2 separate regions of the Sus scrofa genome follow, and region 2 is linked to region 1. A link is a contact called in public HiChIP or PLAC-seq data. All regions are on one chromosome and are shown on one strand. Each heading gives the region's core, a stretch centred on a gene start, on an enhancer-like site or on the middle of the called end of the contact. The rest is flanking DNA. Distances are from core to core; before and after follow the strand shown.

Region 1 (7,059 bases), core at 1,195-3,694:
CGATGGGAACTCCTGTGTCAATAATCTGAGGAGATGTGCTAAGAGCGTCTGGGACTCGTTGTCTGCCATCCTGCGTGAACCACGGGGAAAGATTTCTATCGAGTGTTGCCCCAAACCACTGTTGCCATTTCACGGGCAGCCGTGGATGAAGGCAAGCATAGCTGAGAAAATTGTGAAGCCAAGACCACTAGATTCAGTCAATCCTGAAACCATTTTACCTCTTGACTTCCAATTAAGAGAGCTTATATACTTGTTTTTTTTTTTAAAAAACTCTTTTTTTTTTTTGGTCTTGTTGCTATTTCTTGGGCCGCTCCCACGGCATATGGAGGTTCCCAGGCTAGGGGTCCAATCGGAGCTGTAGCCCCCAGCCTAAGCCAGAGCCACAGTAATGCGGGATCCGAGCAGCGTCTGCAACCTACACCACAGCTCTCGGCAGCGCCGGATCATTAACCCACTGAGCAAGGCCAGGGACCGAACCCACAACCTCATGGTTCCTAGTCAGATTCGTTAACCACTGCGCCACAACGGGAACTCCGAGCTTATATACTTGTATTTTGTAAGCCAGCCTGAGTTGTATTCCGTTACTTACAGACAAGAGCATCTTAAAAAAAAAAAAAAAAAAAAAACCTTCCTTAACTTCTGAAAGGTCAGACCCTACCAAGCACTCAACATTTGTAACAACATTTGTAACACTCCTCACCAAAGTCTTCAGCAACAACAGCAGGAAAGAGGCTCTTCCCTGGTCCTCTGAACCAGCACTTCATTCACCTCTTTCTTTGTGCTACAGTTATCATGTCACATCCTGTTCATTGCTCTCCTCGGGCTACAGGATAGAAACCTCACAGGGCTAATTGCCACCCACCCCACCCCCGTCAGGCCCCCAGTCTCCCCATCTTCTGTCCTACCCTCGCCAGTGACTGCTGGAAGCTGCAGTCATGTTTAGGGTCCTGCAGCTCAAATACTTCTCTTTTTTTGCTTTTTAGCGCCCCACTTGAGGCTTATGGAAGTTCCCAGGCTAGGGGTCTAATCGGAGCTGCAGCTGCTGGCCTATGTCAGAGTTACAGCAATACCAGATCCAAGTCGAGTCTGTGACCTACACCACACCCCACTAAGCAAAGTCAGGGATCAAACTTCCGTCCTCATGGGTTTGCTACCACTGAGCCACAACAGGAATTCCCTTATTCTTTTTTTCTGACTGCACCTGCAGCATGCAGAAGTTCCCAGGGTCAGGGATGGAAACTGCACCACATCAGGGACCCAAGCCCCAGCAGTGCCAACACGGGATCCTTAACCTGCTGAGCCACCAGGGAACTCCCAAACACATCTTACTCTTTAAAGCTTCTTTGCCTTTGAGAACAGGTTCCTGCAATACTATTGCCCACCTTGTGCACTTAACAAACATCTACAAGACTCAGCTCAAACATGAAGTGTCTTCCATTCTCCTTCCCTGTCCCCAAGAGTCCAATTTGCAGTAGTTACTTCAATGTACTGTTAGCCTATTTTCATCTCTGCTTCTCCTTCTTTAGACCTTGAGTAAAGATGGTGGTCTATTCACCTTGATAGAATCCCAGTGCCTAGCACATTTTGGATACCTGGTAAATAACTGTTAAATAAGTTGGTGTAAATGTCTTATCTACATAAATCTGTGACATCCTTGAGGACTAACTGGATATTTCATTCATTTTTGTATCTAAAGAGCCTAGAACAGGATCTGACACAGCTGATGTCAATAACTATCTGTAGAAATAAGTTCCTGCTCCCAATCTGGATGACATTTAATTAAAGCACCAGTACCCTCCTTTCGTCTGTCCTCCTCTCCTGGTTCCCACAATCAAGAAGGCTCTATTAACTCTACGCTCAAACCTGTCTCCTTTCTACAGCTAAACCCTCATAGGCCAATATCCCGCATGCCTGCCTTGGCCACAGTCTACCAAGAGGCCTGAAGTTTTTGACACCGCCCGCCATTTCGTCGCTGAAGTTTACTTGGGAATGGACTGTGAAGAAACCACAGCTCCCACGGCCCCCCACGTCGGGACCGAGGAAGGGGGTGTCCCTGCTGCTCCCGCGTCCGCGGCTGACAGGCAGGGAACCAGGGCGGGGACGGGCCCGGGCCCTGCCCAGGGCGTCTGCAGGTGGGGAAATGGAGGGGAGGGGGAGGGGGGACCATAAAGTCCAAGGTCAGAGAGCGAACCGGGTCTGACACCGGCCTAAACGTAGGGTTTTCACGCGGCGCGCGGGCCAGGGGGGTCGGGAGCCCAGTGCCCTCCGGCCCCTGTAGGGACGGAATGAGGTCTCACCGCAGACAGCTACGGCCCCACGCTCGCTCCGCTCGGGCTCCCCGCGCCGCTCTGCCCGCCGGCGCAGAACCACAGCTGTTGTCTTGGTTTCACGGGCGACGGGCATCGGCCACTTCCGGTCCCCGGGCGACATTCCAGCCAATCAGCGCGCGCCGCACTCCAGGGAGGAACAGGTGGTCGGCACGCCCGCTCCTCCTCGCCCTTTTCCAGGCTTCTTTTGCGCCGGTTCTCGCCCTCACTCAAGCCCCGTTTCGCCGCTGCCTGCCACACCAGCTCCCTGGAGTGGCCGTGTGTGCTGGGCGATGACCAGTTAGCCCCAGGATCACTGACGAGCTAGGTCCTCCGAGTTTCCTAGAACGGCTCCAGGGATGCACTTCCGTCCTAAGACTGGCCCCTCTGCGCGCTGCTATCGCTCCCCGAAGCATTGATCTGAGCTTGAGAAACTGGAGGTGGGCTTCGCTTTCTCGCCCGCCGGGCAGAGATCGCGCGACACCCCCTAAACCACCACCTGTAGCCCTTATTTCGTCACTCCCTTCCCTGCGCACCAAGAGCCTGATAAACAGATCCCTACGTCCTAGGACAGGCCCGTCATCTACTGGGGGCGAAGGGAGACCCGCTCTTGAGGTCGGGCAGGACTTTCTGGAGGGAGTGAAGTTTGGGCTGATATCTGAAGGTTGAGCAGAAATTAAGAGTTTAGGCACTGGGAACGGCCTTCCATTCTAGTCTCCGTATTTCTTGAATTTTGAACCTTCGTACTTGTTACTTCCTCTGCCACTCCTGTGCACCGCAAACTTTGTTATTCAGGTCTCGGTTCAAAGGTGACTACGTGGAAGAGGCATTCTATCCTATCTAAAGCCGCCGCAAATTCGGCCGCCCACCCCAAATATCAGGGAAGGCCTGCGATTGGCCTTGTTTAGGTCTGGTGCTCACCCCTGGACCAATCATGGTATTCAGGGTAAAAGGATAGTAGCATTAACCAAATCTGGGTTACCCATCTTCGCCCTTTGTGGGAGGAGGCTTCTGTGTTTGCCTCCCCATAATCCCTGTGGAATAGAGAAGAGAGTGACTGATCACAGAAAGTAATATTACATATATATCCAGTACACAACCTATCAGAAAAGGAAAAAAAGCTTTCACTTGCGTTCACTGGGATGAGGCCCTAGACTATAAGGTCCATCATTGTGGCCATTCTCACACCAATATCCTTAACCCTTTTGCTCTACTGTCTGCAAGTGCGCGGGAAATTTATTAATCCGGATCAGTTAAAATGTTCGGTTTCTTTGCCCAGGCTGCTGACAGCTAGTGGGGAAAATCATGCATTTTGGAAAAGAGCCCCAAAAGAAATTTATGGCCTCCACTTCCCCAGAGGTCTTTCACTTCTGCCCAGAAATCATCTTCTGTTGCCTTAGTCAGCGTTTCTATCATTGCCATGATTGCTTTTTTTTTTTTTTTTTTTAATGGCCACACCTGCAGCATATGGAAGTTCCCAGGCTAGGGGTCAAATCAGAGCTACAGCTGCAGGCCTATGCCACAGCCACTGCACCACCAGATCCAAGCCGCAACCGCAGGTTTCTGCAATGCTAGATCCTGAGCAAGGCCTGGGATCTAACCCACATCCTCTCAGAGACTATGTCAGGTCCTTAACCCACTGAGCCACAATGGGAGTTCCCATGATTGCTACTTCAACCCTATTCATTCGGCTCAAACTTTTGTCCAGGCTATGATCCATCATCACCATCACTGCCAGCTGCATTCACCCCAAGGAAAGATGTCCATACTAAAAAGCCTCCTGCCTCAGACCAAGACTGGGAGACATTTGGTTCTACTGACTTTTATCTAGTGCACCTACATTTAACGGTTGTCTGTCTTAGGGACGGGAGGGGTCTTTAAAAATATTGCTGTCTGGCGCCACCCACATAGATTTTGTTGAAACTGATCTGAGGTATGGTCTGGACTTTATTGTTTCGTTTGTTTTCCAAGCAGTTCTAACATACACCCAGCAAAGTTGAAAACCAATAGCTTAGGTCAATGATTCAAAAAGTGTGGTGTCTGAGAGTCTCCCTGGTGGTCTAGTGGTTAGGATTTGGCACTTTCACCACCGCCGCCCAGTTCAGTCTTTGGTCTGAGAACTGAGATCCCACATCAAGCTGCTGCAGGCCGCTGTGGCCAGAAAAAGAGAAAAAGTGAGGTGTCTGAGTCAGCAGCAAGAGCAGCATGTGGGACGAGGGTTAGAAAGGCAAAGTCTCAGGCTCCCCTCGCAGACCTCCTGAATAAGAAACTCTAGAGTTGGGCTCAGAAATCTGTGTTTTAACAAGCCATTCAGGAGTTCTGATGCACACTAAACTCTGGTCATCACTGGCCCAGGCAGTAACAGTGCTTCATTTAATCAGCCCTTGTACGTGGGTTAAGCAGAAAAAGGCTAAGTCGTACTCTGGGTACTGCCCTGCCCACCACTGCATGGCCAATGTAGGGGCCATTTGCAGCAGTGGGGATTTACTGAGGGAAGGAGACTGAGGCGTACGGCCCCCAAATAGCATTCTCGTGCCCAGTGTGTGTACGGATGTGTATGCCTGGGCAGGGGCTGATGTTTCACGATCTCCCAACATGCCTGGGACTTCCGTCTTGAGTTTTATAGGTAGGTATGAGCAGTTTTGCTGCTCTTGCAAAAAAGAGAGGCTATGACAGATAGGACCATTGGCCACTCCCTTGAATTCACACAGAGACAGGTATGTGGAAAATAAGAGACACACTGCTCCTGTTCACCCTCGTCCCTTCTCTCCATCTGTGGAAGATGTGGGAAGGAGGGCTACACCCCCTCTTATCCTTCACAACCATGTCATCTTTCGGAATAGCTTACAACTCTGCTTTGGACCCAGGGCGGATCATAATGACATTTTCAACTGTCTATAAACCACATTCCAAGCTATTACCAAACTATTAGGAACAGCACTCAGTGTCCCCTCAGACTTAAATAGCTTTGTACGTGTAAGGCATTGTGGGGATTCTGGAAGAAATCACCAAAAGCAGCCACCTTGCACACTGGCCTGTCTTTCAAAAGCCCTAGTCCCTCCGGCGAGTAACCCTGGCCCGGGGTGTGACCTGACACAAGGTCACCAGCTTGGACAGCATTCTCTGTCTGTACATTTCTCTCCCCTTCCCGACTCCCCGCATCTCCTTCGGGATCCTCGGTACCACCTCCCGCCTTGATCCTGCCTCCTCTCCTTTCGACAACGCCAACCTCACCCCCTCCAGACCAAAGTTCCCCCCTCCCCCGCCAGTATACCAAAACACGGGCTGCCTTCATGACTTAACCAGTTCCTATGAACATACCGTTTCCCCCAGATGGACAGTGTTCCTTGAGAGCCAGGACTGCATGACACGACTGAGAGGCACTGGCCATGCCGGGCTCATGACCTGAAATATTCATATGCACATGAAATACTCATATAAAGCACCCAGAGGAACCTGCGTCAGAGCCCAACTAGGCCGTGTTCCCTTGCACCTCCAGCTCTGAAGATGCAGGGAAGTAAAGCAAAAGGGCAACTTCTCTAGAGTTAACAGGTACACCAGGGAGCCCAGAGCAGCCGGTTCTGAGCCCAATCCAGCCAGGTCATGTTATCACTGTGCCAGGACAACAGAGCCTTCTTGGGCAAGTTCCAAACCTAAGAAAGGCCTTCAGGGTCCAGGAAGGACCACTCAGGGTCTCCCTCAGGGGAAACCACAGCCCCTTTCACGTGGGATAAAATGCATCAACAGGAGTTCCCTTTGTGACTGAGCAGGTTAAGAACCCAACTAGTATCCAGTGAGGATGCAGGTTCCATCCCTGGACTTGCTCTGTGGATTAAGGATCTGGCACTGCCGCAAACTGTGGTATAGGTTGCAGATGTGGCTCAGATCTGGCATTGCTGTGGCTGTGGCATAGGCTCGGCAGCTGCAGCTCCAATTCGACCCCTAGCCTGGGAACTTGCACGTGCCGAGGGTGCAGCCCTAGGGGGAAAAAATGCAGCAACACCTGGAAACCTCACTCTCTCTGCTCCATGGTTTGGTGCCAGGCAGAGAGACGGGGAAGAGAAGGCTGCCCTGGCAGGGGAGTCGGGGCTGAGCTTTGAGGAAGGAGAGCAGGAGGTGGGATGCCCTGGAAATAGACGCCACAGAATGTGCAAGGGAGCAAGTGATCAGAGGACAAAGCACAAGAAAGCTGTACCCCAGGGTATGAGGCAGCCCTCCAAGGCTCTGGAGTCTCCATGAAGCAGCAAAGTAATGAGCCCACTTGGCACCAGGGTTAAGACACCACCCAGCCTCGACAGTGCCCCTGCCCACTGAACCCCAAGTCTGCCTTAGAGCCCCTTCGTCATAAGACTCCAGGAAACCGCTACTAATTAGTCCGAATTCCCATGTAAGTAGAACTTATTTGGGATTGGCTCAGTGGTTAACGAATCCAATTAAGAACCATGAGGTTGCGGGTTTGACCCCTGGTCTTGCCCGGTGGGTTAAGGATCTGGCGTTGCTGTGGCTGTGGTGTAGGTCCTAGCCTGGGAACCTCTATATGCCGAGGGAGCGGCGCTAGAAAAGGCAAAAAAAAGAACTTATTTGTTATCCAGATCAAAGTAGTCCTACATGAATACTTCTTTTTTCTTTTTTTCTTTTGGTTTTTAGGGCTGCACCTGTGGCATATGGAAGTTCCCAGGCTAGGGGTCAAATTGGAGCTGTAGGAGTTCCCGTCGTGGCGCAGTGGTTAACGAATCCGACTAGGAACCATGAG
Region 2 (7,059 bases), core at 2,848-5,347, 74 kb after region 1:
GATTAAGGAGCTGGCATTGCCGTGAGCTGTGGTGTAGGTTGCAGACACGGCTCAGGTCCCATGTTGCTGTGGCTGTGGCTCCAATTTGACCCCTAGCCTGGGAACTTCCATGCGGGTGCAGCCTTAAAAATAAAAAAAAAAAAAAAAAGACAACAACAACAAAAATATAAACAGGGGTTAGAAGATATAGTAGCTTAAAAAAGTACAAAAAATAGGCGTTCCTTTTGTGGATCAGCAGATTAAGAACCCAACTGTTATCCATGAGGATGCAGGTCCGATCCCTGGCCACGCTCAGTGGGTTAAGGATCCAGTGTTGCCGTGAGCTGCGGTGTAGGTTGCAGATGAAGGATGAGGCTCGGCCCTGGCATTGCTGTGCTATGACGTAGGGCTAGGATTATAGCTCCGGTTCAACCCCTAGCCTGGCAACAAGTTTACTACCTTTTTGGAGCAGGAAGCAAGTCAGTGAAACTGAAACAATGATCAAGGGAAAGGTGCAGTGCCTCAGACAGGCAGAGGCCGGATCATATAGGATGTTATAAGCCATTGAAGAGAGTTTGAGGAGTTCCATTGCCGCACAATGGGATTGGCAGCATCTGGGAGCACTGGGTCACAGGTTCGATCCCCACCCTGGCATAGTGGGTTAAGGACCCAGCGTTGCCACTTAGGTAGCAATTATGGCTCAGATCTGATCCCTGGCCCAGGAACTCCATATGCTGCAGGGTGGCCAAAAATGAAAAAGAAAAAAAAAGTTTGAATACTATTCTAAGCACAGTAGAAATCAGTGGAAGTTTCTAAGCAAAGGAATGACATGAGTAGACTTTTTTTTTTCCTGCAACTTTTTGTTATGAAAAATTTCAAACAATTGCAGAAGTAGAGAAAATAGTAATCAGGAACCCAGACTATCCTTTTTAGCAGCTGCAAAAAGTATCAGTATGTGGATAATCTTTTTGATACACCCCTTCAGTTTCTTGCTACTCCGACTACTTTAAACCTTAAATGGGAACTCATTTCACATAATCGTTTATAAAATACAACTCACACTGCTCTATGCAGGATAGATTGTTGGGGGATTCATTTGGAAGAGGGACAAGAGTATGAGGCAATTGCAGTGGTCTAGACAGGGGAAGATGAGCTGGAATACGATGGGGGGAGCAGAAATGGTGAGGAGTGGTCAAATTTGAGTGTATGTTTTGCTCTAGCAACTGGGCATTTGGAGTGACTTTCAGCAAGATGGGGAAGGCTAAGGAGGAGGCGTTGTGGGGGCAGTTGAACCTGTCAGTCTGGAGTCCAGGGGAGGAGCCCGAGCTGAAAATATAGATTTGGGTTCGTCAGAACATCGGTGGTATTTAAAGTCATGGACCTGGGTGAGATCACCTAAGGAGGGATGGAGATGAAAAAGATAAAGGGCCCAGGCCTAAGCCCCAGGGCACCAAACATCATTCGGTCTGGGGATTTTGGAAGTGACGAGAACTGTTCTCAAACAGCTTTGCACATCCCTCTGTACCAAAAGGATATTCGTATTTCTGAGAAGGGGAGATAAGGCAGGGGTGAACAGAGGTTCTGCTCTCCTGGAGCCTTGCATTGACTAAAAGGAACCTGTCACATCACCTAAGTACTCGGACCTTCCTCTTTAAGAGCCCTGCTTGCTAAATAAGATGTTCTCTGGTTGTGAGGTGTCAGAGCTTGAGAGTCAGCGAGATCTGAAGTTCAAACAATTGCTAATGGACCCTCACTCTAGCTCCAATCGCCTCTCAAAGCAAAGGCCTTGCCACCGTCCTCAGCTTAAATGGATAAGGGACATGGCCCGAGGGAGCTTGGGCGGCCGTAAGGTCCCATGGTAAGATAAGACCCCTAAATTCCTGGCATGAGTAGATGCTCTAAGGGAAAAGCAAGACCCAAGCCTACCTTGTCCTCACATCAGGTGTTCCAGGGTGGTCAGCCGATCGCCACCCCCCAGCTTGCCTTCCCAGAGCCTCAGACTGACACCCCGGCATTATGGAAACACCTTCTGGGAGAACCTTAGTCAAAAGCCCAGGTTGGTATGAATGGAGAAAAACGGGGACCAAGTGGAAGTGAGGCGGGGAGGCTGTACCATCTTAAACTACCGTAAAGCCTTACAGTAGCAATAAGCACTAGTTAGGGGATAATCATCCCGCTGGCTGATGGACATTGTGGCTCCTAATGCCAGGGAGGTGGTTGGGAGGGGTCATTAGAGAAGCGATATGGATGGGAGTATTATCTCTGCTCTTAGCCCCCTTTTTTTGTGCTTCACAGGCCCACTTGGATGGAGGAACCGTACACCCCACCCTTGCTGGTGTGACAAACTTTCTGCCCTTTGACGTGTTTCGGTTAAAATTGCACCCACTGCCATCCTATCCCGGGCGGTCCTTATTACCCCTTCCCTGTGGCATCCCCCAGCCAGTGCACTAACCCGGCCCTCCTTTCTAAGAATCAGTTATGTTTTCCAGATCACAGGTGCATTTTCATGACTTGGGTTTCCCAAGACCCCTGACCCCCTCTTTCTGTCCCAGCTCCCCTGAGAGATTCAGTTTTGCCTTCTAGCTCCTTTTCCTCATTTTCTGGCACAGAGAGTCACTGGTTGCTCCCAGCTTGGCCTGTACCCCCCTGAGGGGCTCCCACCCCCGGAGATGCTCTGCAGAAGAAAGAGAAGGAGGCAACATTTGGCAGGAATGCAGCAGGGATCTGGGAGCATCCCAGCCCGAGTGAGGGCTGTCACTTATCACCTGGAGGATCTAAGGAGGCGACAGAGAATCATCAATGAGTAAGGACAGATGTCTGGGCTCTGGGAGGCAGATAGGGTATGGGTACAGGATGGTTTGAACTAAGGAAAAGGTGGAGAACTTTGAAGGAATTGGAGGTTGTCTGGGAATGAGCCATGGTCTCGGTAGGACTGAAGCAGCAGTTTCATAATATGGGAAGGAGGAGGGAACTCAGGGATGGGGGATGAGCCCTAAGAGCTGGAGGGGGTGGCACTCAGGCCACTGAAGAAAGGAAAGCACGCCCTAGAACTAGAGGCTAGTGGGGAGCTAGGGGGTACATCTGAGCCCCTGGACTGAAAATACTCCAGTCTGAGGGGAGCAGAAATTTGGGAGTGGAGACAACACCCCTGGTGCCAGCAGGGAGGCTTTCAGGGCAGAAAGGATGAAGAACGGAGAGGCAGGAGCCTGGCTTCCAGGCACCTCTTTCCTAAACCTAAAGTCTCCATAGACTGAAGAAAGCCCAGTGGGGCAGCTCTGGGGCTGCACCTGAGCCGCTGGGGCTGGATGAAGACGGCTGTGGACAACCCAGCACCCGGCGACACCCTGATCCGGAGGAGGAGAGGGCAAACTCCCCAAGGGAAGAGGACGACCTCCTCAGTCCTGGCAGGGCCCAGGTAGGGCTGAAGAGGGACTTGGGGCGGGGGCGTGGAGGGGACGTGGATGTCTTATATGGAGAGACAGCAGAAGCCAAGAACCGCACTGGACAGATGGATTTGAGAGGAACAAAAATAAAGGTTGGCCCCCTGCGGTACAGTGACTTAAGGATCCAGCATTGTCACTGCTGTGACTCGGGTCGCTGCTGTGGCGCAGGTTCTATCCCTGGCCCAGGAACTTCTGCATGCTTCGGGCGTGGCATAAAAATAAAGTAAAATGAAAAATAAAGTAGCTAAGAGCCGGAGACTGGGGGCTGAGGGTGGGTTTGGGGACTAGGAAATCTGCAGAGAGACTTCTTTTTGATTCTCTCGTTATCTTTGTCATCCGTACAGCTGCTTTGGTCTCCCTGGAGTCCCCTGGGCCAGGAGAGGTCTTGTCTCTCCAGGGGGCTGAGTTCTCTGGCCTCCTTCAGCACCGCCACAGCCAGTAGGGACCCCGTTTGCAGTCGCTGGGGGATGGAGCTGTGGTCTGAGGAGTAAGGAGAAGCCGTCCACCCCAAGGTGCGGGCGTGCCTCGGGCCCAAGACGAGTTCTCGGCGCTGGAATCTCCGGCATTTCCGACGTCCAGGCCTTCCCCTTCTCCTTGGCCCCCCACCCTCCTCTCCCATCCTCTGGACTAGGCGCAGACAGCCCCCTGGCTTCCAGCCCGCCCCGCCCCTCTCACAGGAGCTCCCCAGCGTCCCCCAAGCCGGCTCCCTGCCCCTGTGCGCTCTTCTCTGTTCTGTTACCAAAACCCAGCAAGTTGAGCCCTTGAGTTGTCTTTCTTTCCGCCGAGCAGTGATGGAGAGGCTCGTGGGGAGGGGGGCTCCTTTCGCCTTCGCAGGGAACCCCGCTCAAATGAAGGGCTGGATCCCCAAATGAAGTCCTGCCCCGCTCCTGCGTTCCCCGCCCAGCAGCGCTGCCGGCCGCCCGCGCCCCACTTCCCCGGCCGAGGTCACGTCAGTCGCCGAGCTTCCGCCTCCGGGACCCCGGCATCCCGCCCCTCGGCACGGCTGCCCCTCCTGGGACTGCCCGGCAGTCCGTCCCTCGGCCTGGCTCGGGGCCCTGGAAGCCGAGGGCCTCGGGCTGGCGCCCCACCCAGAGCCCCACGTGTGCCGCTGACCCCAGGTTCCAGTCGCGACCCTCAGCCCCTTAATTGGGAGGCCCCGCCCCGTGCGCAGTGACGTCGGACGCCGCTGTCAGCCGGCGCTGGGGGGGGGTCGGTGTGGGGTAGAATGGCCGCTGCCGCCGTCACCCGCGGGACCCCGGGAGGTAAGAGCCAGGGCTTCTCGCCCGCCTCTCCGCCCCCGCGCCAGGGGGCGCAGCTCCGCCGGCCGGGACGTGGCGCACCGCGCCGGGGACCACTGGCCCTCCGCCGGGTTCGCCCCGACTCCCCGCTTCCGTCCTCCTCCCCCGCGCCAGGGGGCGCCGCTCGGCGCAGGGCCCCGAGGCGGACCGGCCGGGCCGGACCGTCCCGGGGACCCCCGCACCCGCACTGCCCCTCGCTCGCCGTGCACCCGCGGACTCCGCGCCGCAGCTCCTCCAGGACATCCCGACGTGCGGGCGGGAGACGGGACCCTCCCACCTCGGAGCGTCCCTGGGGACCACCGCACCGCCGCGAGGGGCAGCCCCCGGCCCGCTCCGCACCCTGGCTGGCTGCCTAGCCCGGACTTCGCACCTGCGCCCTGGGGCGGAGTCCTTACCCAACCCAGGCTCGGCTGCACACAGCCGAGCTCGGACGGGCCTCTTGCCCCCTCTCCATCCCCGGACACCTGGCGGAGCCCGCGCCGAGAGCATCCTCCAGCTTCCATCTGTTCCCCCAGAAGGGTGGGGGCCCAGGCTGGAGCCAGAGTGGTAGATGGGGTAGGGTAGGCCTGGAGGCCAAGGGAAGCAGAGGCTTTGGGGAGAGAGGTGCGGAGGGATAGGAGAGGAGAGGGCGGTCTGTCTCAGGGTGGAGGATGGGTTGTCCTGAGGGTGGGAGGCTGGGTCCTGGGTGTGTAGCTCCGTTTCTCCCAGGCCCTGACCAGCCTGGAGGAGAGGGTGTGGATTATAATCAGTTAGCAGATCTGCCCTTCCCCTTGGAAAAATCAAATAGAGAAGGAACTCAGGGTGTGTCTTCTAAGGCCTAGCTCTCTACCCGGACTTAGATCTCCTGCCCTGCCCCCAGCATCCAGGCTCTTATTTGTCAGACCATTCTCCAAGGACCGGATGCTCTGAGTCCCAGCCCCAGGACCTGACCCCATCGCAGCCCCAGCCTCACAAGAGCCCAGGCTGTAGGGCCTCTGAAACGCGCCAGCCCCGCCGGCCTTCTCTCCCCTCCCCCACCGGGCCGGTCTCTTCCTGACGGCTCTGTCCTGTCGTGTCTCCCCGCTCGTGTTCGTTACTGGCCCATGGCTGGGCTGTCCCTCTCCTCCATTCCCGGCTGTACTCTGTCATCACAGTCCAACCGCTTCCTCTCTCTTCCTTATCTTTCCCAGATATCATGACCCAGTTCTGTACCCATCTCCCACCTCATTCTCATCCATTAGCGTGGGGGCTTCTGCCATGACCTTGTTCTCTCCCTTCTCAGCACAGACTCCCCCTCCCCCCGGCCCTTCTGGCCGGGGGTGATCTTGCCCCCTGGAGCCCTCACCATGAATACCAAGGACACCACCGAGGTTGCTGGTGAGTTCACAGTCCAGGTTCCCAGTTTGGGCACAGCCTTTTTTCCTCCTGGAGTGGTGGTGATCTTCTGATTCTTGGATCCCTGCACTCCTTGTCATCGTCTTACTTCCCCCAGTGCTCTGGGTTCGGCCCCTGTCCCCTGGGCTGTCACAGGGCTGTCAGGGCAGCACACGAAGCTCTCCCTTCTAATTCCCTCTAGAGAACAGCCACCACCTGAAGATCTTTCTCCCCAAGAAGCTGCTGGAGTGTCTTCCTCGCTGTCCGCTGCTGCCTCCAGAGCGGCTCCGGTGGAACACAAACGAGGTTTTCTCGGGAGCCTGGGAGATTAGGGCCTCGGAGGGCCTGGTGGGCTGGAGGAGCATGAATGGGGGTCTTCCTGTGCCTGCTGACACTCTCAATTTCAGGGTACTGTTCTCGGCGCTTTGGGGATCATAGGAGAGGTATAAAGACCTATGTCTTGTGAGAACTGGCTTCTCTTTGGCATGTTCACCTGTGTAAGAATAATATCTACCACTTAGAAAGTATTTCCAGAGTTCCCGTCATGGCGCAGTGGTTAACGAACCTGACTAGGAACCATGAGGTTGCGGGTTCGGTCCCTGCCCTTGCTCAGTGGGTTAATGATCCGGCGTTGCCATGAGCTGTGGTGTAGGTTGCAGATGCGGCTCGGATCCCACGTTGCTGTGGCTCTGGCGTAGGCCGGTGGCTACAGCTCCGATTCGACCCCTAGCCTGGGAACCTCCATATGCCACGGGAGTGGCCCAAGAAATAGCAAAAAGACAAAAAAAAAAAAAAAAAAAAAAGGAAGTATTTCCTACAAACGAGGCACTATGCTAAGCATTTGACATGCATTATCTCATTCAGTTCTCCAAAGACGTTGTAGAGCCGGTGCTGCTGCTATCCTCGAGGTGTAGGTTAGGAAACTGACTAGTTAGCCCCTGCTCTGTAAGTACCACTGATGGGGGCTCCTTCTGGAGGGCACACAC

Evidence for each region. HiChIP or PLAC-seq counts read pairs in DNA pulled down with a chosen protein or histone mark.
Region 2: an H3K27ac HiChIP or PLAC-seq map of alveolar macrophages shows a contact between it and region 1. The contact joins the promoter of CAMTA2 here to the promoter of RABEP1 in region 1. A contact is called at or near these places in 1 of 5 promoter capture datasets (liver), 11 of 47 Hi-C or Micro-C datasets (alveolar macrophages, blood, brain and 7 more) and 2 of 2 datasets of contacts at active chromatin or transcription factors (alveolar macrophages and skeletal muscle).

Annotation. Positions count from the first base shown.
Region 1 is chr12:51,855,804-51,862,862 of Sscrofa11.1, forward strand. RABEP1 (rab GTPase-binding effector protein 1) reads right to left here and starts at 2,445. Exons shown (of 20, transcript XM_021067732.1): 1 at 2,298-2,445. The coding sequence starts at 2,430.
Region 2 is chr12:51,927,697-51,934,755 of Sscrofa11.1, forward strand. CAMTA2 (calmodulin-binding transcription activator 2) reads left to right here and starts at 4,098. Exons shown (of 23, transcript XM_021067750.1): 1 at 4,098-4,684; 2 at 5,982-6,076; 3 at 6,276-6,379. The coding sequence starts at 6,046. It overlaps INCA1 (protein INCA1), which reads left to right. Exons shown (of 6, transcript XM_021067760.1): 3 at 1,922-2,035; 4 at 2,275-2,314; 5 at 2,589-2,782; 6 at 3,229-3,768. The coding sequence ends at 3,649.